Regions from separate parts of the Mus musculus genome. Here regions 2, 3, 4 and 5 are each linked to region 1. The links are chromatin contacts, called in public Hi-C, HiChIP or PLAC-seq, Micro-C and promoter capture Hi-C maps. All regions are on one chromosome and are shown on one strand. The core of a region is the stretch at or near the end of the contact, and the rest is flanking DNA. Distances in the headings are between cores, read along the strand shown.

What was found. A called contact is a pair of places that touch in the nucleus more often than the background predicts. HiChIP or PLAC-seq counts read pairs in DNA pulled down with a chosen protein or histone mark. Capture Hi-C pulls out chosen DNA fragments and counts their contacts.
Region 2: a contact with region 1 is called in a Hi-C map of liver, with 1.9 times the contacts expected there. The contact joins the promoter of Tmem101 here to the promoter of Slc25a39 in region 1. A contact is called at or near these places in 6 of 39 promoter capture datasets (the SN4741 cell line, hematopoietic stem and progenitor cells, liver and 2 more), 18 of 484 Hi-C or Micro-C datasets (B cells, CD4 T cells, the G1E-ER4 cell line and 9 more), 19 of 115 datasets of contacts at active chromatin or transcription factors (bone marrow-derived dendritic cells, bone marrow-derived macrophages, cardiomyocytes and 13 more) and 3 of 9 other capture datasets (adipose tissue, liver and pancreatic islet).
Region 3: a promoter capture Hi-C map of adipose tissue shows a contact between it and region 1. The contact joins the promoter of Lsm12 here to the promoter of Slc25a39 in region 1. A contact is called at or near these places in 4 of 39 promoter capture datasets (the 3T3-L1 cell line, hippocampal neurons, macrophages and 1 more), 12 of 484 Hi-C or Micro-C datasets (CD4 T cells, CD8 T cells, cardiomyocytes and 7 more), 20 of 115 datasets of contacts at active chromatin or transcription factors (the HPC-7 cell line, the SCID.adh cell line, VIP interneurons and 15 more) and 3 of 9 other capture datasets (adipose tissue, liver and pancreatic islet).
Region 4: a contact with region 1 is called in an HNF4G HiChIP or PLAC-seq map of pancreatic cancer cells. The contact joins the enhancer-like site here to the promoter of Slc25a39 in region 1. A contact is called at or near these places in 1 of 39 promoter capture datasets (hippocampal neurons), 2 of 484 Hi-C or Micro-C datasets (cumulus cells and liver), 18 of 115 datasets of contacts at active chromatin or transcription factors (the SCID.adh cell line, SST interneurons, VIP interneurons and 14 more) and 3 of 9 other capture datasets (adipose tissue, liver and pancreatic islet).
Region 5: a contact with region 1 is called in a Micro-C map of the HL-1 cell line, with 3 times the contacts expected there. The contact joins the enhancer-like site here to the promoter of Slc25a39 in region 1. A contact is called at or near these places in 1 of 39 promoter capture datasets (the 3T3-L1 cell line), 3 of 484 Hi-C or Micro-C datasets (the Ba/F3 cell line, the HL-1 cell line and embryonic stem cells), 1 of 115 datasets of contacts at active chromatin or transcription factors (pancreatic cancer cells) and 3 of 9 other capture datasets (adipose tissue, liver and pancreatic islet).

The regions. Positions count from the first base shown.
Region 1 is chr11:102,405,228-102,409,488 of GRCm38.p6, reverse strand. It overlaps Slc25a39 (solute carrier family 25, member 39), which reads left to right and starts at 1,972. Exons shown (of 12, transcript NM_026542.3): 1 at 1,972-2,099; 2 at 2,835-2,934; 3 at 3,068-3,127; 4 at 3,239-3,283; 5 at 3,663-3,796. The coding sequence starts at 2,850.
Region 2 is chr11:102,154,262-102,158,522 of GRCm38.p6, reverse strand. It overlaps Tmem101 (transmembrane protein 101), which reads left to right and starts at 2,116. Exons shown (of 4, transcript NM_029649.2): 1 at 2,116-2,315; 2 at 2,619-2,799; 3 at 3,820-3,966. The coding sequence starts at 2,179.
Region 3 is chr11:102,183,240-102,187,500 of GRCm38.p6, reverse strand. Lsm12 (LSM12 homolog) reads left to right here and starts at 2,245. Exons shown (of 5, transcript NM_172947.3): 1 at 2,245-2,418. The coding sequence starts at 2,295.
Region 4 is chr11:102,199,430-102,203,690 of GRCm38.p6, reverse strand. Hdac5 (histone deacetylase 5) reads left to right here. Exons shown (of 27, transcript NM_010412.3): 12 at 936-1,147; 13 at 1,357-1,638; 14 at 2,287-2,458; 15 at 3,158-3,291; 16 at 3,602-3,722; 17 at 4,006-4,055; 18 at 4,218-4,261. Among named protein-coding and RNA genes, the nearest start is that of G6pc3, 12 kb to the right of the region's middle. Within about 2 kb of position 2,205, at least 45 of the 459 cell types and tissues checked have an H3K27ac peak or open chromatin away from gene starts, as enhancers often do. A contact at or near this core is called in epiblast stem cells, memory CD8 T cells and pancreatic cancer cells, where this site is marked.
Region 5 is chr11:102,572,701-102,576,961 of GRCm38.p6, reverse strand. Gm11627 (predicted gene 11627) reads left to right here. Exons shown (of 3, transcript NR_040286.1): 3 at 165-563. Among named protein-coding and RNA genes, the nearest start is that of Gm11627, 4.3 kb to the left of the region's middle. Within about 2 kb of position 1,696, at least 5 of the 459 cell types and tissues checked have an H3K27ac peak or open chromatin away from gene starts, as enhancers often do. A contact at or near this core is called in the HL-1 cell line, where this site is marked.

The sequences.
Region 1 (4,261 bases), core at 723-3,222:
TGTTGCTGAGGCAGTGACCTCATTGAGAGCAAATAGGATCTTTTGAGTGACTTCAGGGGACTCTTTTCTCATCTATAAACTGGAAGTTGGGGTAAGGGGTGGGCAAAGAATTAATTACCGCTGGTTATGGTCTTTCATGCCTGTAATCCCAGCATCTGGGAGGCAGGAGTTCGAAGTAATTCTTGCCTAAACATGGAGTTTCGGGTTAGCCTGGGCTATGAGTCACTGCTTCAAAACAAACAGAAAATAAAGCCAAACCCCAAATCATAAACAAGAAAGGGAGGGAGGGAGAGAGGGAGAGAGAGAGGGGGAGAGAAGAGATTATACACAGGGCCTTCAGTTTTCTTCTCTACAGAATAGAAAAATCATCTCTGCTCAGAAACGTGGTAAAACATTAACTTTGAGGTTGAAATGGCCTTAGCAGGCGCTGGATTCCCAACTGAACCGACAGCTTATGAAACGACTTTTGTGTTACCTTTTTTTTTTTTTTTTTTTTGGTTTTTCGAGACAAGGTTTCTCTATATAGCCCTGGCTGTCCTGGAACTCACTTTGTAGACCAGGCTGGCCTCGAGCTCAGAAATCCGTCTGCCACTGCCTCCCAAGTGCTGGGATTAAAGGCGTGCGCCACCATGCCCAGCTTTTGTGTTACTTTTAAGCCAGGTTTGGGGTGAGAGGACACAGGATAGGACAGGGCAGCACAAGCGACACTTCACTCGTGACTCTCCTGCCGCCTCTGCCTCACGGCCAACCGACTGCCCGGGCCTTTTGATCATTGGCTGCTTTCCTAACTACCCGTTTGCTCTCACTCCGCCCCCAAAGCTGGAGGATCCGAGCCATGGAAATGCCGAAAGGGTTTTCTCAGGGTAAAGTTATGGTTGGCCACTTGGAATCCACGTGCTAGCTGGGCTGGCTGGGCGGCTCCAGCGCGGTCTGCAACCAGTTGGGGACTGAGGGGCGGAGACGGTAGTGACGTCAAAGCCGCGGCCTTTTCTTCTTAAAGGTGCAGCCTCACACCGCGTGTTCCAGTTTCTGTTAACACCGTTTTAGCTTGGAAGTCTTAGAGGCGAGGCGGGCGGTGGGGTGCCGGGTACTGAGCTGGTGCGGAAACAGCGCTGTTTGCAAGCCCACCGGGGAAGGCAGCGGCAAAAGTTTTAACTTGAGTCCATTTCATTTTCTGTAAAATGGGGGTACCTACGTCTGTAATTACCTACTATGAAAAGTTTTGGTAGAGGCCATTTCTGGCCTACATTGGAAACTATGCCAGCAAAGGTTACGTAGATCGTCTTGGGGGAAAGAAACAAAAAACTTCTAAGTATTAAAAGTGGTAACAGTCTAAGATCTGTCGCGAAACACTGGTTTTCTTTCTTGCTCTACGTTCTCTGTGTCCTCGGCCCAAAGAGGTCCTGTAAATTTGCCCAGGGCCACACCACGTCTAGCCCAGGTTGCAGGTCGGCTGACAAGGCTGCCCTGCAGGTCATAAAGCGTTCTGGGGTTGCAACCCCGTTTCATCATCCGTAAAAGAGGATGGTGATTCCAGCCAACAGGCTCGCCATAAATCGTAAACTCCCGCCACGGAGCTAAGTGGGCAGATGTTTGCCATTGCTGTCCCACACTCTGATGACCTTGAAGAACCGACCCTCGCGGCAGCTGCCTCGTAAAAGGACGCGGAGCAGCAATACCCAAGCGGTCAGGAAAGTTCCAGCGATCGCAGGTCTGGACTCCCCGGACAACACTCCTGCAGGGCGTGGGCAGAGGAGAGCTACTGGAGCCGGGTGCAAGCGCCGTCCAGTCGGCGACCTTGACCTGCCGGCCGCAAGGAGCGCGGGGCCGCGGCGACCCGCCCACGCGGCCGCGGCGCAAGGGCGGAACTGGGGGGGTGGGAGGAGGGCCGCGAGTGGGCGGAGCTCGTTGCACTCCGTGCGCGCGGCCGGTCGGCCACGGGGCGGGGCTTCGCCTTCTGGGGGCGGAGCCGGTCTCACCGCTCTCCCGGGCGGCCGCTGTGCGAAGCGGGCACGCGCGGACCCTGCACCGGCCGCGGAGCCGCTATGGGCCCGCCAGGCCCCTGGCGTGGCGCGGCGCAAGGACCGGCTCCGAGCCAGGTGGGCGGGCCTGGGCTGGAGTGGGTTCTCCGAGGGTCCCCGGCTGGGAGGGGAATCGAGGCCGCGGGAAGGGGGTGGGCCTCTCCGTGAACCCCTTTACTGGGCCTGGGCATGGAGTGCGGCCGAGTCTCGGTGAAAGGGTTTGTTACTAGGTCTCTGCTTCCATCTCCGCGGCTTGTGTTTAAGAGAGAGAGGAGGCAGACAGAGAATGTCCTGCCATCCAGGCCTCACGGCCTGTCCTCTCTGGCCCCAGGCAGGCAGTGTGGGGGAGGGCCAGCAATCTTGGGAAGGAAGGTGGACCTTCCTCTATCAGCAGATTTGTTTACACGTTTCTCTCGGTGCCCGACTCGACCTCTCCTCGCCCGGGGCGCTCATGTGTCCGCCCAGATGTTGGGTGGAGGGGCTCAGGTGTTTGATCTTTCGGCCTCTGGTCTGGAGGAGCATGTGGCTGAGAAAATAGCCATCACTGTCTTTGGCCGACGGCTATTCTAGCTTCTTTCCAAACGAATGACGTAACCTTGAAGGTCACAGCAACCTTTGAGCCTTAGTTTTCCCCTCGGCAAAGTGAGCACATTTCTAGATTTTAAAGATTATAGAGGCAAACTCTGGATGAGACCTGAGTGCGCTGTCGTTAAAGTCCCAGAGCACCTTAGCTCATGCTTGCTCCCCACTCCCCCCACTCAGGCCTGCCTTGTCAGGGGGTAAGCTCCATTTGACTGTGGTGTGTGTTTTCAGGATTGAAATTCCAAGATGGATGATCAGGACCCTGGGGGCATTAGCCCCCTTCAGCAAATGGTGGCCTCAGGAGCCGGGGCTGTGGTCACCTCCCTCTTCAGTAAGACCTGGGGAGATGGGGGATGGGGCAGCTGGGGGTTAATGTGGGCTAAAGGTTGGAGGCAGTTTGGTTCTGATAAAGAAGAGGGTGAGTGGTGTCCTGAAGGAACCTTCAGACCTACCTCCTTCCCCAGTGACACCCCTGGATGTGGTGAAGGTCCGCCTTCAGTCTCAGAGACCCTCGGCAACCAGCGGTGAGTACCAGATCAAGGCGAGCTGCCTGACAAAATAAGGATTTCCCAGAGATGGGGTTCTAGTGGGGGAGGCTGCATTCCTGACCACCAGGGCTGACCTTTGTGTTTCAGAATTGACAACTCCCTCCAGATTCTGGAGTCTCTCCTACACCAAATGTGAGTGCCCCAAGCCCCAGGCCCTTGGGAGGGCCCAGGGAAGAAGTGTTGAGTATCCCTCGAGTACCTGGGTTACCCATGATCATAGAGTAGTACATGAGCCCAGCAGTGGTGGTGCACGGTGCGCACCTTTAATGTCCCACTTGGGAAGCAGAGGCAGGCGGATTTCTGAGTTTGAGGCCAGCCTGGTCTATGGAGTGAGTTCCAGGACAGCCAGGGCTACACAGAGAAACCCTCTCTCGAGATCCCCTCCTGCCCCCCCATACTTTGAGGCCACATTAGTCAGCTTTCTGACACTGGAATAGCCACATATTGACCCAGCTATGTCACCCAGCAAGGCTCCAGGCCCTTCCACCCTAATGTCCGTTCCCTTTCCCAGCATCCTCCGCTCTACAGTCCCCAGGGAAGTGCCTCCTATACTGCAATGGAGTCCTGGAGCCCCTGTACCTGTGCCCAAATGGTACCCGCTGTGCCACCTGGTTTCAGGACCCCACACGGTTCACTGGCACCTTGGTAAGGAGCAGAATCAATGTGTCTCTGAGGGACTCGATTTGGATTTGGCTAGGCTGCCGGTGTGGGGAATGGAAAGCAAATGGGGTGGTTGTTCAGTGTAGGAAGGGCTTACCTGGGAGGCTGTTCCTTCAGAAAGCTTTTTGGTCCTGATGCTGAGAATCAAAAACAGGACCTAATAGCGTAATACACACTAGTAAAGTTCTTTACTATGGAATTGTTTTGTTCTTTGCTTTTTGTGGTTTTGGGGGTGGGGGTGGGGGTTTGTGTGGTTTGTTTGTTTAGGTTTGTGTGTGTGTGGGGGGTAGTGGTAGATAGGGTTCTTCTTGTAATAGACCAGGCTGGCCTCAAGCTCCCAGAGATCCACCTTCTCCACCTCCCGAGTGCTGAGACTAAAGATGTGTAGCACCAACGTCCATCCACTTCCTTAAGGTTTAAGGGGTGGACTAGGAGTCCACCTAGAACCAA
Region 2 (4,261 bases), core at 867-3,366, 250 kb after region 1:
ATAAATAAATAAATAAAATCCAGCCATGTGGTAGTGAATGGTGCAAGTCTTTAATCCCAGTGTTTAGGAGGCAGAGGCAGGCAAATCTCTTGAGTTCCAGGCGAGCCTGATCCACAGAGGGAATTCTAGAACAACCCCAACTACACAGAGAAACCCTGTCTTGAAAAACTGAAAGAAGGGGCTGGAGAGATGGCTCAGTGGCTAAGAGCACTGGCTGCTCTTGCAAAAGTCCTGAGTTCAATTCCCAGCAACCACATGGTGGCTCAGGACCATCTGTAATGAGATTCGATGCCCTCTTGTGGTGTGTCTGAAGACATCAAAAGTGTACTGATATACATAACATACATAAATAAATCTTTTTTAAAAAAACTGAAAGAAAAGAAAGAAAGAAAGAAAGAAAGAGAGAGAGAGAGAGAAAGAAAGAAAGAAAGAAAGAGAAAGAAAGAAAGAAAGAAAGAAAGAAAGAAAGAAAGAAAGAAAGAAAGAAAGAAAGGAGAAAAATAATCAAAGTTTGGTTCCTTCTAGCCCCTCAGCGCTAGGCATCAGAGCACTGCATGAGTCCGTGGTAGCTGAAGAGACTGATAAAGTATAACTCCTTGGAAAGTGATTCTGTTCTGTGGACTTGTCTTATGGCATAGGACGGATAGATAGAGGCAGACAAAATAGCCTCTAACCCGGGCCTTTTTTCATTCCCCTTGTCTATTATCCATGCCCAATTTGTATCTACACAGTCCTATTTCCCAGTTCTTTGATATACTTAGTCTTTGTTTAAAGAAAGAGGAGGAGGAGGAGGAGGAGGAGGAGGAGGAGGAGGAATGTGAGATGAGCATGGTGACTTTAATTCTAGCACTCAGGAGGCACAGGCAGGCAGAGCTGTAGGTTTAATATTTAATGATGGTTCTTAAATGCTTTAACCTCCCTTTTAGCCAACCACCCACCAGAGTTAGGGAAAGAAAGGATATGGGGGAGGTGGACATGTTTAGAAAGGTTCTTGGGAGCAACTCCCATCTGTGTTGTATGGATACGTAGGTCTCTCCTCTTTTCTTAGGAGACAAAAGCAGCAAGACCAAAAGAGAGGTGACTTAGAGACAAGAGGACTCCTTACTTTAAAAGTTCGGCCAAAGACAGCAAAGACAGAGAATTCTCTCTGGGGTCTGTATCACACCCTTTTATGGGACCCTTATTATCTGCCAAACCACCTTTGCTACATTTAAGTCTCCCAGCAGTGATGAGGTGGAAAGCCATTATCCCCATCTCACACTTGAGTCTCCATTTAGATGACACAGGATCGGTTTTCAGCTTGGAGTCCAGGTCTGGTTATGTCCAGAGTCGGTTGCTTCCATACATCAAGCTGTGTTCCAGGATTTCTGATGTTTCAACCCCATGCTCCTTGCTCCTGTCCCATTTTGAGAGTACAAAGAACACCGGCTTTTGTTTCAGAGATCCTGACTTCAGTCCCCAGCAACCTTAGTGGCTCACAACCATCTATGATAGGATCTGATGCCCCTTTCTGTCATGCAGGCATACATGTAAATAGAATATTCATATACATAAATAAACAAATCAGAGCTGGAGAGATGGCTCAGCACTTAAGAGCACTGACTTCCAGAGGTCCTGAGTTGAATTCTCAGCAACCACATGATGGTATACAACCAACTGTAATGAGATCTGATGCCCTGATGGTGTGTCAGAAGACAGCGACAGTACACTCATAAATAAAATAAATAAAAATTCTTAAAAAAATAAACAAGTGGTCTATATTTTGTTTTTAATGTATGAGTGTTCTGTTTTCACGTACACCGGTATGCCAGAAGAGGGCATCAGATCCCTTTAAAGACGGTTGTAAACCACCTTGTGGTTGCTGGGAATTGAACTCAGGAGCTCTGGAAGAGCAGCAGTGTCCTTAACCGCTGAAACATCTCACCAGCCCCTAAACAAATCTTTTCTTTTTAAAGGGAAAGAAAGGGCAAATTGAAGCTCTGAGTTCTCTTCATGGGGAGCGTTCAGAAAGGCTGACTCCTCCTTCTAGAACACATTTTTCCCACCCGGAACTAGGGAGCAAGAGCTTTGTTTCCCGACGAAAAGAAAAACAGTCAGGGACCGGAAGTTGCCTGTATCATTCCCCGCTGCTGGTCTCCCGGACCCGGCTGAGGCCGTAGCGGACTGCCCTTTCCCAAGATGGCTTCGAAGATTGGATCGAGACGCTGGATGCTGCAGCTGATCATGCAGCTGGGTTCCGTGCTGCTCACGCGCTGCCCCTTTTGGGGCTGCTTCAGCCAACTTATGTTGTACGCTGAAAGGGCCGAGGCGCGCCGGTGAGCGCGCCCACGAAGTCGTCGAATGCGGTGGGGGGCGGTCCGACCTGTCCCAGGAACTGGGGTGCGGTGATGTTGGGGCCCAGAAGTCGGGATACTTAGACTGGGAGGAATTGGTACTCAAACAGGTTGGAAGATGCTCTCTTTCGATTGTACGGCCATTACTGATGTGGCGGCGGCTCCGGCAGTGAGAAGGATCTCGGGTTTTTGGGGGGCAGTGGCGATTGCAGGAACTTACAGAGGTCCCCAGATACTTACTCTCTATTCATTCTGTCCTCCTTGTTCCCTACACTCGATCCACAGGAAGCCCGACATCCCAGTGCCTTATCTATATTTCGACATGGGGGCAGCTGTGTTGTGTGCTAGCTTCATGTCCTTCGGAGTGAAGCGGCGTTGGTTTGCGTTGGGCGCCGCGCTGCAGCTAGCCATCAGCACCTACACCGCTTACATCGGGGGCTATGTCCACTACGGGGACTGGCTAAAGGTGAGCACGGGGACTCTAGACGAGATTTAGCTATGGGAAGGAGCTGAAGGTTCCTGATGTATGTGGTGGGCATGTATGGTACTCCTGAACTTGAAGCCCGGGAAAACTGAGGTACTAGGTTTGCAGCAGTTTTGTGGCAATCATTACAGACCACAGACGTGTCAGACCCATAGAGACCACACCGACCTCCCTTGTAGACTGTGAAAAGGGAGGTCCAGAGATGGAAAATGGACTCTCCCAAAATCATGCCACAGTGTATGGAAGGGATCGGTAACCCAGAGTTATCTGATTCTCAGAATCTTTTAAACCATTACTTTATTGGTGTCAGACTTGTAAAACAAAAGAGGCCTTGGAGAATATCTGGTCTACCCATCAGGTTTTATGAAATGTGATTAATACTAGTGCAGAATTTGTGCCTTCAAATGCAGATGCTTATACCGGCTACTGGTAGCCTAGAGGTGAGGTAGCTTGGAGGCAGGGTCCGAAAGGATCAGACTGTCAGTCTAGTAGGGGAGGCAGGTGTGAACAGCTATGGGATAGTGGGCCTATTTGTTTTGCATTGTTTTGTTTCTAGACAGGGTTTCTCTGTAGACCAGGATGGCTCAAACACACACATACATCTGCCTCTGTCTCCCAAGTGCTGGTATTAAAGGCATTCACCGCCGCCACCACCACCACCACTGCCTGGCTGGCTGTTCTTGTTTTAGTTGCTATAGAGTCTATACTACATAGTGGGAAGAACCCTGCCATTATGTTTCAGGCTAGGGGTGGAGGAGATGGCGATCTGTGGCAGCTGGGTTCTGCCACTTTCTGTAGGACCATGGACAGTTTCTTTACCCCTCTCAGCCCTCAGTTTCTGCCTTGTGTAGAGAATTCGCTCTCTCTGCAGACTACACTTGGAATAGGCAAGAGGGTTCATCAGATAGAACAGGACGTGTAGAAGTGGGCAGTTCTATGTTCTTGACAACCAAGAGACATGATGGCAGTTCTTGACTGGGGTTCCTTTCTCCCTGGCCTTAGGTCCGTATGTATTCTCGCACAGTTGCCATCATTGGCGGCTTTCTGGTGCTGGCCAGTGGGGCTGGAGAGCTGTACCGTCGAAAGCCCCGAAGCCGTTCCCTGCAGTCCACTGGCCAAGTGTTCCTGGGCATCTACCTCATTTGTGTGGTACGTTGGGGTTCTCTTGATTGGAGGCACTGTATGGGAGTGGCATGAGCTTAGGCCTGGCAGAATCCTGGCCACTGGGCAGAGCAAGGCCTTGTGAGTAATTTCACAAGGTGACTCCAAGAGATTGCCCTGGACAGCTGCTGGTTCCTTCTGAAGGGTGCTTCAAGTACTCAATACCTGGCTGAGGGTCCCTCATTTCAACATTATTGCTACCAGCTAGATAAGAAGTTGAACTGACCATTCAGTCCCAATGTTGAGAACCCAGCAAAGATTAGGTGATTTTCTCATTGCTTCA
Region 3 (4,261 bases), core at 996-3,495, 220 kb after region 1:
AGAGGGCATCAGATCCCATGGTTGTAAGCCACCATGTGGTTGTTGGGACTTGAACTCAGGCCCTCTGGAAGAGCAGTCAGTGCTCTTAACCGCTGAGCCATCTCTCCAGCCCCTAACTAGACAGTCAATAATTAGATCAGCTCCTTTGGTGTTGTAGTATTTATGTTCAAGTAATTCTTATTTTATGTAATGAGGATCCAATAAGTGATGTGTCAAATCAGACACTTTGAAACAGAGAGCCTACTCATGAAAATTTTATTGTGATATTTATTATTAAGAGCATTCTATTTTAGCTGGGTTGTGGTGACACAGGACTTTGATCCCTGCACTTGGGAAGCAGAGGCAGATGGATCCCTGTGAGTTCAAAGCCAGCCTGGTCTACAGAGCCAGTTTCAGGACAGCTGAGGTTACACAGAGAAACTCTGTCTCCAAAACACAAAACAAAACAAAACAAAACTCACTCTATTTTAATTAGAAGGTGTTAAGTTCTTACTGGGCCTAACATAAACTCTGTCTTCTCTTTGTATGTGTAGGGGGAAAAAAAATTCTATGTAGAGATTCCTATTTTTAGAGTTTCAGGTACGTACTTTAGAAAAGGGGAGGCGCCTTTAATCTCAGCACTTGGGAGGCAGAGGCAGGTGGATTTCTGAGTTCAAGGCCAGCCTGGTCTACAAAGTGAGTTCCAAGACAGCCAGGCAGTACAGAGAAACCCTGTCTCGAAAAAAACAAAAAAACAAAACAAAAAACAAAAAAACAAAAAAACAAAAAAAGGGAGACTAATTACAGTGTCATAAAGAAGTGAAGTCAGGGATGAGAATATATAGGTTAGCAGAGGTGCAAGGTCCTGGGTTTAATCCCAGCATTCCCTCCTTCCTGCCTGGAGAAGGAGAATTATGTATATATGACTTGTTATGGGGTCCAGAATGACACAACATTCCTCTGAAACAGACAAAAGCATGGAGAAGAATTTTTATTCCCATTATAACAATTGCACCAATGCCTCCAACACAAGGAAGTTTTTGCCTGTTGGAGCACAAGGAAACATTTTTGAACTTTGTTCAGGCTCACTCAGTGCCAGAGCTGGCCCTATGCCTCTCTGTAAACTAGAGAAAGGTCAATCCATTTCTCCGATGATTTTTATATTGTGGGGAGGGGTGGGTGAAGGATGGCAGCTGGGGCTGGGAGGTTTATAAGTGCATCTGCACAGTTCCTTTTGTAAGGTTAGTGAGTATTGTAATATCAAATGGATATCATTGGGACTGGACTTTGCCATTATTACCATTCCCTGTTCCGGACTTCCCACCTTTCCCAAGTATGTATATATGTATGTATGTATGCATGCATGTATGTATGTATGTATGTTTCTACTAGTGCTGAGATTTGAACCCTATGTCCGTAAGAATGGATATGTGCTCTGTTACTGAGCAACATTCCAGAGCTGTTCTTCCTTTTACTGAGCTTTCTGAGATCACAGGGTTACTATTATTTACTTAGATCCTATATGTCATGCATGTATGCATTACCTCACTTAAGCCTCCTTACTGCCTTAGGAGGCAAACGTTATTATCTGATAAAGACCAGTAAGTAGTACCTTTGTTACAATCAAAACCATGGCTTTGCCAGTTTTGTGACCCTGACAATTTTAAGACTTCCTTTCTTTGTCTGTAAAATGAGGATATTGATTCCTTCCTTGAGGGGATGCCAGATGCTCACTAAGTAGTACTAAGTAGTATTTAGATCCCACCGAAGAAACATAAGTTTGCTAATTTGCTTACGGTATTTGGTAAATGGCCTCAGATTCTAATTTGCTTAGCCCTACAGCTAATGTATTTTGTTCGACTACTTTATAATTGGTTATAATCATTTTGAGTGAGTCCTGGTAATTCTTGTGAGCTTCTGGTTCTTCGTATGCAAATGAGGATAATATTTTATAGAGTTCATTCATTAAACGTTTTTGTGTAAGGTGTGGGCTTCAGCGAGACTCCAGTTGCTTTCCCTTTCTCCATCTTGTCCTACGTAAATCATTTAGCCTTTATATGTATCTATTTCCTTAGCTTCCAACAGAGCTTTGCAGGAACTTGGCCGAGCAGACCGGCAGCGGCACATTTTTTACTGTATTCAAGATTCCTCTTTTATTTCCTCTTCTACCTAAGGCTCCCGCCCCACCCAGCGCCAGGCCACGCCCCTGCGCATGACGTCAGCACGCCTCGCGCGTCGCGTCGCGGCGCTTGCTGGGGGCCCGGCTTTCGCCCGCTGCTGCCGCCGCCGCCGCCGGCCGCGGCTGCTCTCCCAAGATGGCGGCACCTCCGGGCGAGTACTTCAGCGTTGGGAGCCAGGTGTCGTGCCGGACGTGCCAGGAGCAGCGGCTGCAGGGCGAGGTGGTAGCCTTCGACTACCAGTCCAAAATGCTGGCTCTAAGTATCCTTCTCTGCGTGGACCCCGAGGCCGGGCCGGCGTGTAGGTGCGGTGGTGGGGGGGCGGGGGACGGCGGCGGCAGCTAGGGCCCTCTCCCGGCCTAGGGGCGACCGGCTACCGCGGTGCCCCGGGCGCATGCGCATGGCCGTGAGATTCCCATCCCCCTCCCGCGGGCCTTTTCGGTCCACTTTGGGGACCCTTGTCTCCCACCCCTTGTGGGAGCTGGGCCCCAACTGAGGGTTGGTGGGTGGAGCGGGGCTTGACACGCGGGTGTCTTTTCGGGAGGGGACGATGTCTTAAGGGGACTCCGTGATTGAGGGGAGGGGGTCGTGGTGGGGAGAGGGCTGGAGATTGGAGCCCGGATGGAGTCGGGAGGGGTGTGTAGGGTCAGGAACTGCTAGTAGGGTAAGGGTATGGACTTTACGAGTGGACTGTCTGCTGATGAGATTTGATTCAAGAAAGGGCGGTGGTGGGATGGTGGTCTAATGGGCCTTGCCGGTTTAGAGATGGGAAGTGCGGAACAGAGTTTGTATCTGAACTGGTGGCGAATTTTGCTGGGGTGGTGTATGCTTGGTGTCACTGTGTGTGCTGACTTTGAAGGTTCTCAGGCATTTGAAAACTGCTACTTAGGAGGTGTTGGAATTAGAAGCCTGGTCTAGAGAGGACTTGCCACGTTTTTCAGGGGTTTATGTATGACAGACAGTGTGGCCTTCGGTTCAGTTCAACACATTCCATAGAAACGTCCCTCTTTTTCAAAGTACCAGTGTTAAACTGCATGGAAGAAGTGGCCCTGTTCCCTAATGGTTTATGAATTACTTCACCAACTCACTGTTGGAAAACAAAACGCTTCCTGGTTGAAATAAATGAACCTCTGCCTCCCCCTTTATTTGAGCTACAGGTGGGTTTACTAGAATTATTTTTAGAAGGTAGCCTCTGTCTTTAAAATGAAGTTTCTTATGGAAACTTCTGCTGCCTTTTAATTGTGAGTTGTTGATTTCCAGCTCAGAAAGATTTCTTCATAAACGGCATACAACAAGAACGATTTCTTTGTGTGTGTGTGTTATTTTAAAAAGAGGAGAACATACTTTGGCCTAAAACCTCTTCCTTTGGTGACTTACTTGGAAGAGTCTTTTCTTGTTTTTTTTTTTTTATGGTTTTTCGAGATAGTGTTTCTTTGTATAGCTCTGGCTATCCTGGAACTCACTTTGTAGACCAGGCTGGCCTCGAACTCAGAAATCAGCCTGCCTCTGCCTCCCGAGTGCTGGGATTAAAGGCGTGCACTGCCCGGCTGGAAGAGTCTTAAGGAAGACTTACTCTTTTTATGTGACAAACAGCAGGGTCTTAGTAAGTGGTTGGAAAATGAATGAATGGATGGATGGATGAATGAATGAATAAGGTCTCATCTTGGGTAGTTTCCATCCCAAAGGTGTATTTTTGCCTCTAAAAAAATGGGAAACTTAAAGTGTGAAAAAGAAACTGAAAAAAGAAAGAACGTGAAACCTGAATAAGTGAGAAGCACTCTTGAGACTCAGGGAGACTCTAGTGCTACCCAAACCTGGCAGCACTGGCGCTTCTGTGTGGTTCTTAAGTTTAAGACAAACAGTGCACCTGGCATCAAGACTGCATTTCTTCCCATACAACGCATGGAGAAAGTGATAGGAACTCTGTTAAGGCTATTTCTAGCTATATACGTACGGCATTGACAAATTTGACACCCTTTGCTTATGCATTTAGGCAGGAGCAAGCTGATGGAGGTTTATTGAGAGCTAAGATTCCTATGAGGCTTGCTTGGGGATGCTTTTCCTGTAGGTTGGTATCGTTTTTTCCTGTGTGTGTGTGTGTGTGT
Region 4 (4,261 bases), core at 956-3,455, 210 kb after region 1:
CATGCCCTGCTGTACCCACTCACATGAACACATATGTATACGCATCACATGTATGTCGTACACACACTATTTTCCTTTTTTTTGTTTGTTTGGTTTTTTTTGAGACATAGTCTCATTATATAGCCCTGGCAGGCCTCAAACTCACTGCATAGACCAGGCTAGCCTCTAACTCAGAGATCTACCTGTACTTTGCTGGGATTAAAAGTGGATGCCAAGCTGGGCCTGGTGGCGCACACCTTTAATCCCAGCACTCGGGAGGCAGAGGCAGGCAGATTTCTGAGTTCGAGGCCATCCTGGTCTACAGAGTGAGTTCCAGGACAACCAGGGCTACACAGAAAAACTCTTGTCTCGAAAAACCAAAAAAACAAAACAAAACAAATAAAAGTGGGTGCCCCTGAGCCCAGCAACATTTTTTTTCTTAAAGAAATGGGTGGAATTAATATCTACTTGACTTCTATCTAGAACACAGTTATTATTTCTGGTTTTGTTTCATGCTGAGCTTCGGAATCCCATGTGTGTTTCATATGGGTAGCACATGTCAATTTAGGCTGTGCTTCCAGGGCTCAGCCACATATGGTCCAAGGCACTGACGGCGGACAGCATTAGGCAGTCAGCCCTTCGTACCGGCCAAGGTACTTAGGGGTTCCTTGGCCTAGAACTCCTCAGCCTGGTAGGATCTGCAAAGTCTGTTGGCAGGGATATCCTGTTGCAGCTGGAGAGGGCTAGTCTTTGTTCCCATGTGTGGCGAGCCCAGGACTACCTGTGCACTCTGGCAAACCAAAGGGATGGGAAGGGGACCCTAGGAAGGCTTGCTGGTGCCAGGGGCTCTGAGCTCACTGTTAAGGTTATAAGGAGGAGAGAGCATGGGGCTCAGCCTCAGGGGCAGGGTGCCCCCCCTCCCAAATAGTGCTTACTCCCCTTCTCTGCCTCCACAGTGCCGCTCCATGGGCAGTCCCCACTGGTGACGGGTGAACGTGTGGCCACCAGCATGAGGACGGTGGGTAAGCTCCCGAGGCACCGACCTCTGAGCCGCACTCAGTCCTCCCCGCTGCCGCAGAGTCCCCAGGCCCTGCAGCAGCTGGTCATGCAGCAGCAGCACCAGCAGTTCCTGGAGAAGCAGAAGCAGCAGCAGATGCAGCTGGGCAAGGTACGAGCAGAGAGGCGACGTCCTGGGCTTCCCAGGAGTGACCCAGGCTGGCGAGACACGTGGGGGCCGAGCTTCGAGGTTTCCACGGCACGTAGAATCGTGCGGGCGGGTGCCAGGCTGGGGGAGGGAGAGGAGGGGAGCAGACCTACCTGGGCTGAAGGTTGCCATGGCCACCCCCATCCCCAGACGGTGTTGCTTTCCTCTCTCAGATCCTTACCAAAACTGGGGAGCTGTCAAGGCAGCCCACCACTCACCCGGAGGAGACAGAAGAGGAGCTGACGGAGCAGCAGGAGGCCTTGCTGGGAGAGGGGGCCCTGACCATTCCCCGGGAAGGCTCTACAGAAAGTGAGAGCACCCAGGAAGACCTAGAAGAGGAGGAGGAGGAGGAGGAGGAGGAAGAGGAGGACTGCATTCAGGTCAAGGATGAGGATGGCGAGAGTGGTCCTGATGAAGGCCCTGACTTAGAAGAGTCCAGTGCTGGTTACAAAAAGGTACTTCCCACCTACCATCTTTCCTCAGTCTCTGATTTCCTTCCACTCTTGGTTGCTGGTTCCCAGTGGTGTAGTTGCCAGGCCTTGAGCAAGCTTTCTAAAGAAAAGAGGGGCGGAGAGACTAGGAGGGAGTGGGGGGTGGGGGGCTCCTGTGTTGTCTCTGAGCTGTGCCTGTCCCTTGGTGACTGCCCTTGTCTATTAACTGTGTGACTGTGTTTGTGTGTGCGTGCACGCACATGGCCTGTGTGTATCTGCGTTTGTGCCTGCGTTGCTGGTTGTGCGTTGGTCTCTGCATGCATGTGTACACACACGCCCCCACTGTTACTACAGTGTGCCTTGAGCCTAGTGCGCTCCATTCATTGCGGACACAGCCCCAAGCCCTCAGGCCTGACTCATCCCGCCCCCACCCACCCCCGCCCCTCGCAGCCTCTTACCTCAATGCTACTATTTGGGGTGACTCATCACATCCCCCATCTTTCCCATCATCGTGTAAGAGATGGCAAGCCTGGAGCATCTCCTGTCCCTGGAGGGAGCAGGTGGGAGGAGGTGGTGGAAGGAGACTTGGGGGCCCTCTGGAGGCTGAATGGGCCCTGTACTCAGCCCCATTCAGACTGAGCCTTACGCAGGCCTCTTCCTACTCCTTTCCAGTTGTTCGCAGATGCCCAGCAGTTACAGCCCCTCCAGGTGTACCAGGCACCCCTCAGCCTGGCCACTGTGCCTCATCAGGCCCTGGGCCGCACCCAGTCCTCACCTGCTGCTCCTGGGAGCATGAAGAGCCCCACAGACCAACCCACTGTGGTGAAGCACCTCTTCACCACAGGCAAGCCCTAACACTACTCCTCCCATCCTTTCCCCGTGCACCTACTTGGGCTAAGAGATGCCACAGCCACCCCCTCCCCTAGCTCCCCCACATGCTGTGCTTTCTTCTCCCAGATCCTTAGCAAAACTGCACGGAGGGGAAAGGGGTCTTCACTTCTCCCTGCGCACCACAGTTCTTCATGGGAGCAGCGGTAGCTTCTTTGCCAGCAGGAGGGTGGGCAGCCTTGATCCTACTCCCTGGGGCAGCACTGTCTTCTCTGTGCCCCACACTCCCCGCCTAGGGTGTTTGCTTCTGCACCATCTTCCCACAAGTCCTGGAGCCTTGGGTGGAATCCACTGTCTCTTTTAGTTTTTGCTCTTTTAGCCTCCTGTCCACCTTCCTCCCTGTAAGGTTGACAGTAGGCCTCAGGAGCATCCCAAGAGGTTGCCACATGCTGGGCTCTGTCAGGACACAGACTTGCAGCAGATGACATTATCTCGCCAGTGGGGAACGGTGCCCTGGGCCAACACGTTGGGGGAAGGAGGAACATACCCTAGAGGGGATGCAGAGGACGGGGATTGGGACCAGGCTGTGTTAAACAAGCGGAATTTCAGGAGAGGAAAGAGGGTGTCTAGGTGGGTGTTGGTGGAGAGCTGGGATAGCCAGTGATAAGGTTAGGGTTCAGAACAGTTGTGGCTGACACCAGGGTCTGTGGCTCAGGTGTGGTCTATGACACGTTCATGCTGAAGCACCAGTGTATGTGCGGAAACACACACGTGCACCCAGAGCACGCCGGCCGCATCCAGAGCATCTGGTCCCGGCTGCAGGAAACTGGTCTGCTCGGCAAGTGTGAGGTGAGAGAGCGCCCTGCCTTCAGCCTTCTCAGTGGTTCCCTGCTAGCAAAGCCCCTCCCATGCCCTAGCCCTCCAGCCAGTTCTGAGACCTCCTCAGTTCCATCCCTGTGTCTGCTTCTCTCGTGGTCCCCAGCTAACCTGGGGAGGAGTTCTGGAGTAAGGGAGGGGGGGTGTCTCTTCAGGGTAGGGGCATAGTTACCCCAAATCCCTTAGTTCTCCAGGAAGTTGGCTCTGTGAGCATTGGACTATAGTTGTCAAGAGAGCTGAGCCTTGTCAACAGTCTCTGGCCTCTCTTGACCTCCTCTGGCAGCGGATCCGGGGTCGTAAAGCCACACTGGATGAAATCCAGACCGTGCACTCTGAGTACCACACCCTGCTCTATGGGACCAGCCCCCTTAACCGGCAGAAGCTGGACAGCAAGAAGCTGCTTGGTAAGCTGCAAGACACGGTCCCACATGTGCCCTGCGTCCGAGTGTGAGAGTGCTGTCTTAGAGACCACCAAGCCAGAGTAGGCAGTGGTCCGAGTGGGTGTCACCAGCATGGATACTGATTGAACATACTTTGGGGTGGGCGTCAGGCATTAAGGGTGGACCTCTTCTAGAGGTAGGTCCCCAGAACAGGAGCTGGAGGCTCTAAACTGGCATGGACCATGCAGTCCGTGCCAACTGGCAACTGGGACACCTTTCAGAGCGTTTCTGTCTCTCTGCCCTGCAGGCCCCATCAGCCAGAAGATGTACGCCATGCTGCCCTGTGGGGGCATTGGGGTGAGTTGGGTCTGTGGGAGTGGGAGTGGGCAAGTGGCTTTCCCAGCTTGGCCCCTTCCTCCCCCATCCCCGTGGCTGCTGGCCTGCTCTCTGGTGCCCACTCCCATTCCTCCCCTCCCCCCCGCAGAGGGCACACTGAAGCCCGATCTCCTGCCCCTGCAGGTGGACAGTGACACGGTGTGGAATGAGATGCACTCCTCAAGTGC
Region 5 (4,261 bases), core at 447-2,946, 170 kb before region 1:
TTATCCTCAGACTCCCCTACAAAGTATTCAACCAACCATGGGTCTATATTATGAGGGAAAAATGTGTGTATCTGCTTTTTAAATTTTTTATTTTATTTTTTTGTTTTCTGGAGACTGTGTCAGCACTAAGCAACCTTTCTTTCCTTGTTTTGCTCCATAAACAGTAACAGTTACCTCCACGGCACTTGCAGGCAGGAGGGATTGTTCGTTTCCAAGAAGATCTGCACCGGCTGTACCCAAATAGAACGTCATTTTGATATGAAGGATTTCAGCCCCTGAAGATTTTGATACCCACAGAGTTGCTGGAAACAGCTCTCCTGGATACCAAGGGATGCTCATCTCATATTTGAATCATCCCGACCCTCACTGAGCAGACAGCTCCCAGAGTAACGCTGACTCAGAGAGAAGGAATTCGAGTCACCCGGGATATTTAAAATATTCTAGTAGCCACGTAGTTTAACAGAAAGAAAAAAAATATTAAGACAAGTGAGATGAACCTTAATAATATTTAATCCAATGATGTAAACTATTTTCATATGTAATCAATATAAAATAATTAGTGCTAAATTTGCTTCTTTTTTTTTTTTTTTTTTCCTCCTTTAAACTGTCGTTGGAATTTAGTTTTGCCCTCACAGCACCTCTGTTTGGTCAGTTGTGTACTCGTGACTCAGACTGGACAAGTGGGTAGATACTGAACAGCCGCTGGGTGTGGTGGTGCGGGCCTTTGATCCCAGCACTGGGGAGGCAGAGGAGGCTCTAGAAGTTTGAGGTCAGCCTGCTCTACGGAGACAAATTAAGGACAGCCAGGGTTACATGGTGGGACCTCATCTCAAAAACAAAACAAAATACTATAACAAAAAACCCCAAGATATTGCACAGTGGGCTCAAAAGATGGCTCGCAGCAGGTAGAGGCAGTCGACCCGAGTTCCATCCCTGGAGCCCATGTTTTTGTAGAAATTTTTAATTTCAATCCGGGGTTTCTACCCTACCTTTGGTCATTTAGTCTCCGGATAAAGACACACAACTTTTATTATTATTATTTTTTTTTTTTTTTTTTTTTTTTTTTTTTTTTTTTTTTGGTTTTTCAAGACAGGGTTTCTCTTTATAGCCCTGGCTGTCCTGGAACTCACTTTGTAGACCAGGCTGGCCTCGAACTCAGAAATCCGCCTGCCTCTGTCTCCCCAGTGCTGGGATTAAATGCGTGCACCACCACGCCTGGCACAACTTTTATTATTAATAATAAGCCTTAAACAGCACAAGAGCTGGGCAGATATCTACCCTCTATGCTATTAAAATCTACTTCCCTATCGATAACCCTGAGTTATTACTGTGTTTCATCTGGGCTGCTCGTAACTCTAACTGGCCAGCCCTCAGTGTCACGTTCTCATGGCGCACCTAGCCCATGGTGGCTTCTCCTTTCTCCTCACCTTCTTCTCCAGCTCCTGACTCTCCCTCAACAACCCCCAGCCCGAAAACCATAAAACCCACCTATATCTCTCCTGCCCAGCTATTGGCTGTCAGCATCTTTATTTACCAATCAAAAGCAACTTGGGTACAAGGGCACATAGTATCACTTGGGTCTATGTGCAGACTCTTGTATTTCTGGGGCAACCAGGTCTTTCTTGGGGACCACACTTTGCATTACAATACACAGCAAAAGTCCTCATGTCCTCAGCACCAGTAAAGCGTGGAGGGAGAGAACTGACTACAGGAAGCTGCTCTCTAATCTTTGCCCACATGCTGTGACATGTGCACACATAGGCACATGCATTTCATATGCAAGGTAATAATAAAATTTTAAAAGGATATTGAACAATATGTAGAGCCTGTTTGGGTCCAACAAGTCCAGGTACTAAAGGCCCATTTTAAAAATTGTGGGAGGAGCTGGAGAGATGGGTCAGTGATAAAGAGCATTGTCTGTTCTTCTTCTAGAGTATCTGAGTACAATTCCCTTTACTACCAGGGCAGCTCACAACCATCTGTCACTCCAGCTTCAGGGAATCCAATGCCTCTGGGCTCCAAAGATACCTGTACTCTATGTGTGTGTGTGTGTGTGTGAACATGCAGACACACACAAACGCATAATTAAAACTAACAATAAATAAAATATTTGCTATAAATATTTTATAAGTAATAATAATAAATAAAATTTTTTTTATTGTCAGGCTGTACATATGGTGCGCACCTTTAATCTGAGCACCTGGGGTCCACTCTCAGCATCCACACGGTGGCTCACACCTATTTGTAACTCCTGTTCCAGAGAATTCAGGGTCCTCTTCTGGCTTCCGTGAACACTGCAAAAATAGCAAAAACGGAGTACACAGACAAAAACTCATATACATAAAATAATTTTGTTAAAAACAAAACAAAACAAGTGGGCTGGTGAGATGGTTCAGTGGGCAGAGGTATTTGAGACCAAGTCTGATGACCTGCCTGCAATCCCCAGGACCCACAGGGCAGAAGAAGACAGCCAGTTCCTGCCAGTTGTCCTCTGACCTCTGCATCATCCTCTGTGGTGTGCACGTTCCCCGTCTCACAAATAAATATAATTAAAATTTTTTTGTTAAGGGCTGGAGAGATGGCTCAGTGATTAAAAGCACTGGATGCTCTTCCAGAGGTCCTGAGTTCAAATCCCCTGCACCCACATGGCAGCTCACAACCATTTATAATGGGATCTGATGCCCTCTTCTGATGTATATAAATAATTAAAAAAAAATGTTGTAGAGTCAGGCAGTAGTGGTGCATGCCTTTAATCCCAACACTTGGGAGGCAGAGGCAGACAGATCACTATGAGTTTGAGGCCAGCCTGGTCTACAGAGTGAGTTCCAGGACAGCCAGGGCTACCCAGAGAAATCATGTCTGGAAAAAAACAAAAAATGTTACTGGGGATATATCTTACTGGTATAGTATTTGCCTGAATTTAATCCACAATGCACACAGTAGAAGAAGAAAACTGACCCCCATGGAACAGTATTCTGAACATGATATGAGTTTGTGTGTGTCCGGTGCAACACCATAAATTAATTAATTAAAAAAACAGGTTTGTATATCATATGTGTATCTGCTGCCCAAGGAGGCCAGAAGGTGTGAAAAGTATGGACAGATGTGAGTTGTCATGAGGGGGCTGGAGACCAAACCTGGGTCCTCTTGTAAAAGCAACAAGTACTCCTACCTGCTGAGCCATCTCTCCAGCCTCTGCCCTCTCCAAAAATTATTTAGGAAAAAAAAAAAAAAATTGACTCCACACTGTGCGACCTTAGAATGTGTGTCCCTTAGCTACTCTATGGCCTTAACTATGTAACCTATTAAATGGGCCAGAAACCTCTCAGAGTGATTGAGAGAATAATGCCAACCAAGTGCTTGATGCACAGTGTGCGCTCAATAAAGGTTAACTCTCTTCAACGCTGCGCGATGGTAATCTTGGTCCCAAAGAACTGTTTGGTGAAAGACTAGGAGAAGAGGCTCTTTGTCTTCCAGCAGAGTGAAACAAGAGTAGGCTGGAGAGTGAGTGCGTTTTGTATGAGGAGCTGGGCTGGGATAAAGATGGCTGCGGGTGCCCAGAAGGCTAAGAGAGAGGTTGCCGCCTTGGAATTTGGAACAGAAAGAGAGAAGCATAAGGCCGATGATTCACTGCTGGGATGAGGCTTCTAGGGTTTATAAAAACAAAAGAAAAAGAAAAGAAAAGAAGTGAAATGAAATGAGAAAAAAGAAAAGAAAAGAAAGAAAGAAATGAAAAGAAAAGAAAGAAGAAAAAAAAAAAAAGACGTAGAAGACTGAAAACTCCAGCGATCCCTTCAGGAGGTGGTGTTCACTCCGCAGCGAGCTGCGCGGCTGAGCAGGTTTGCTGAGTGCTTGGAGAAAGAAGTTGGTTGGGACAAAGGTTCTGAAGGGGGTACAGCCAAAACGCCCCAGTGAGTTCCCTCTTTCCCTCCGCATTACTCAGCCAAAGAGTAAGCTGAGAATTGCATTTTGAGGCCACAGCGCCCTCTGCTGGACTGAGGTCCTAGAGGACCCCAGCTAGAGTTCTATGGGAGACCACGCACATATCATCTTTTAATAAAAGTGTGTTAAGTAGGGGAAGAGGGGAGGGGATAGGGGGTTTTCGGAGGGGAAATTAGGAAAGGGGATAATATTTGAAATGTAAATAAAGAAAATATCTAATTAAAAAAGAAAAAAAGTGTGTTAAGTAACAGCAGGGCGTGGTGATGCACGCCAATAAGTCCTCGTATTTGGGAGATGGAGGCATGAGGCTACATTGGGG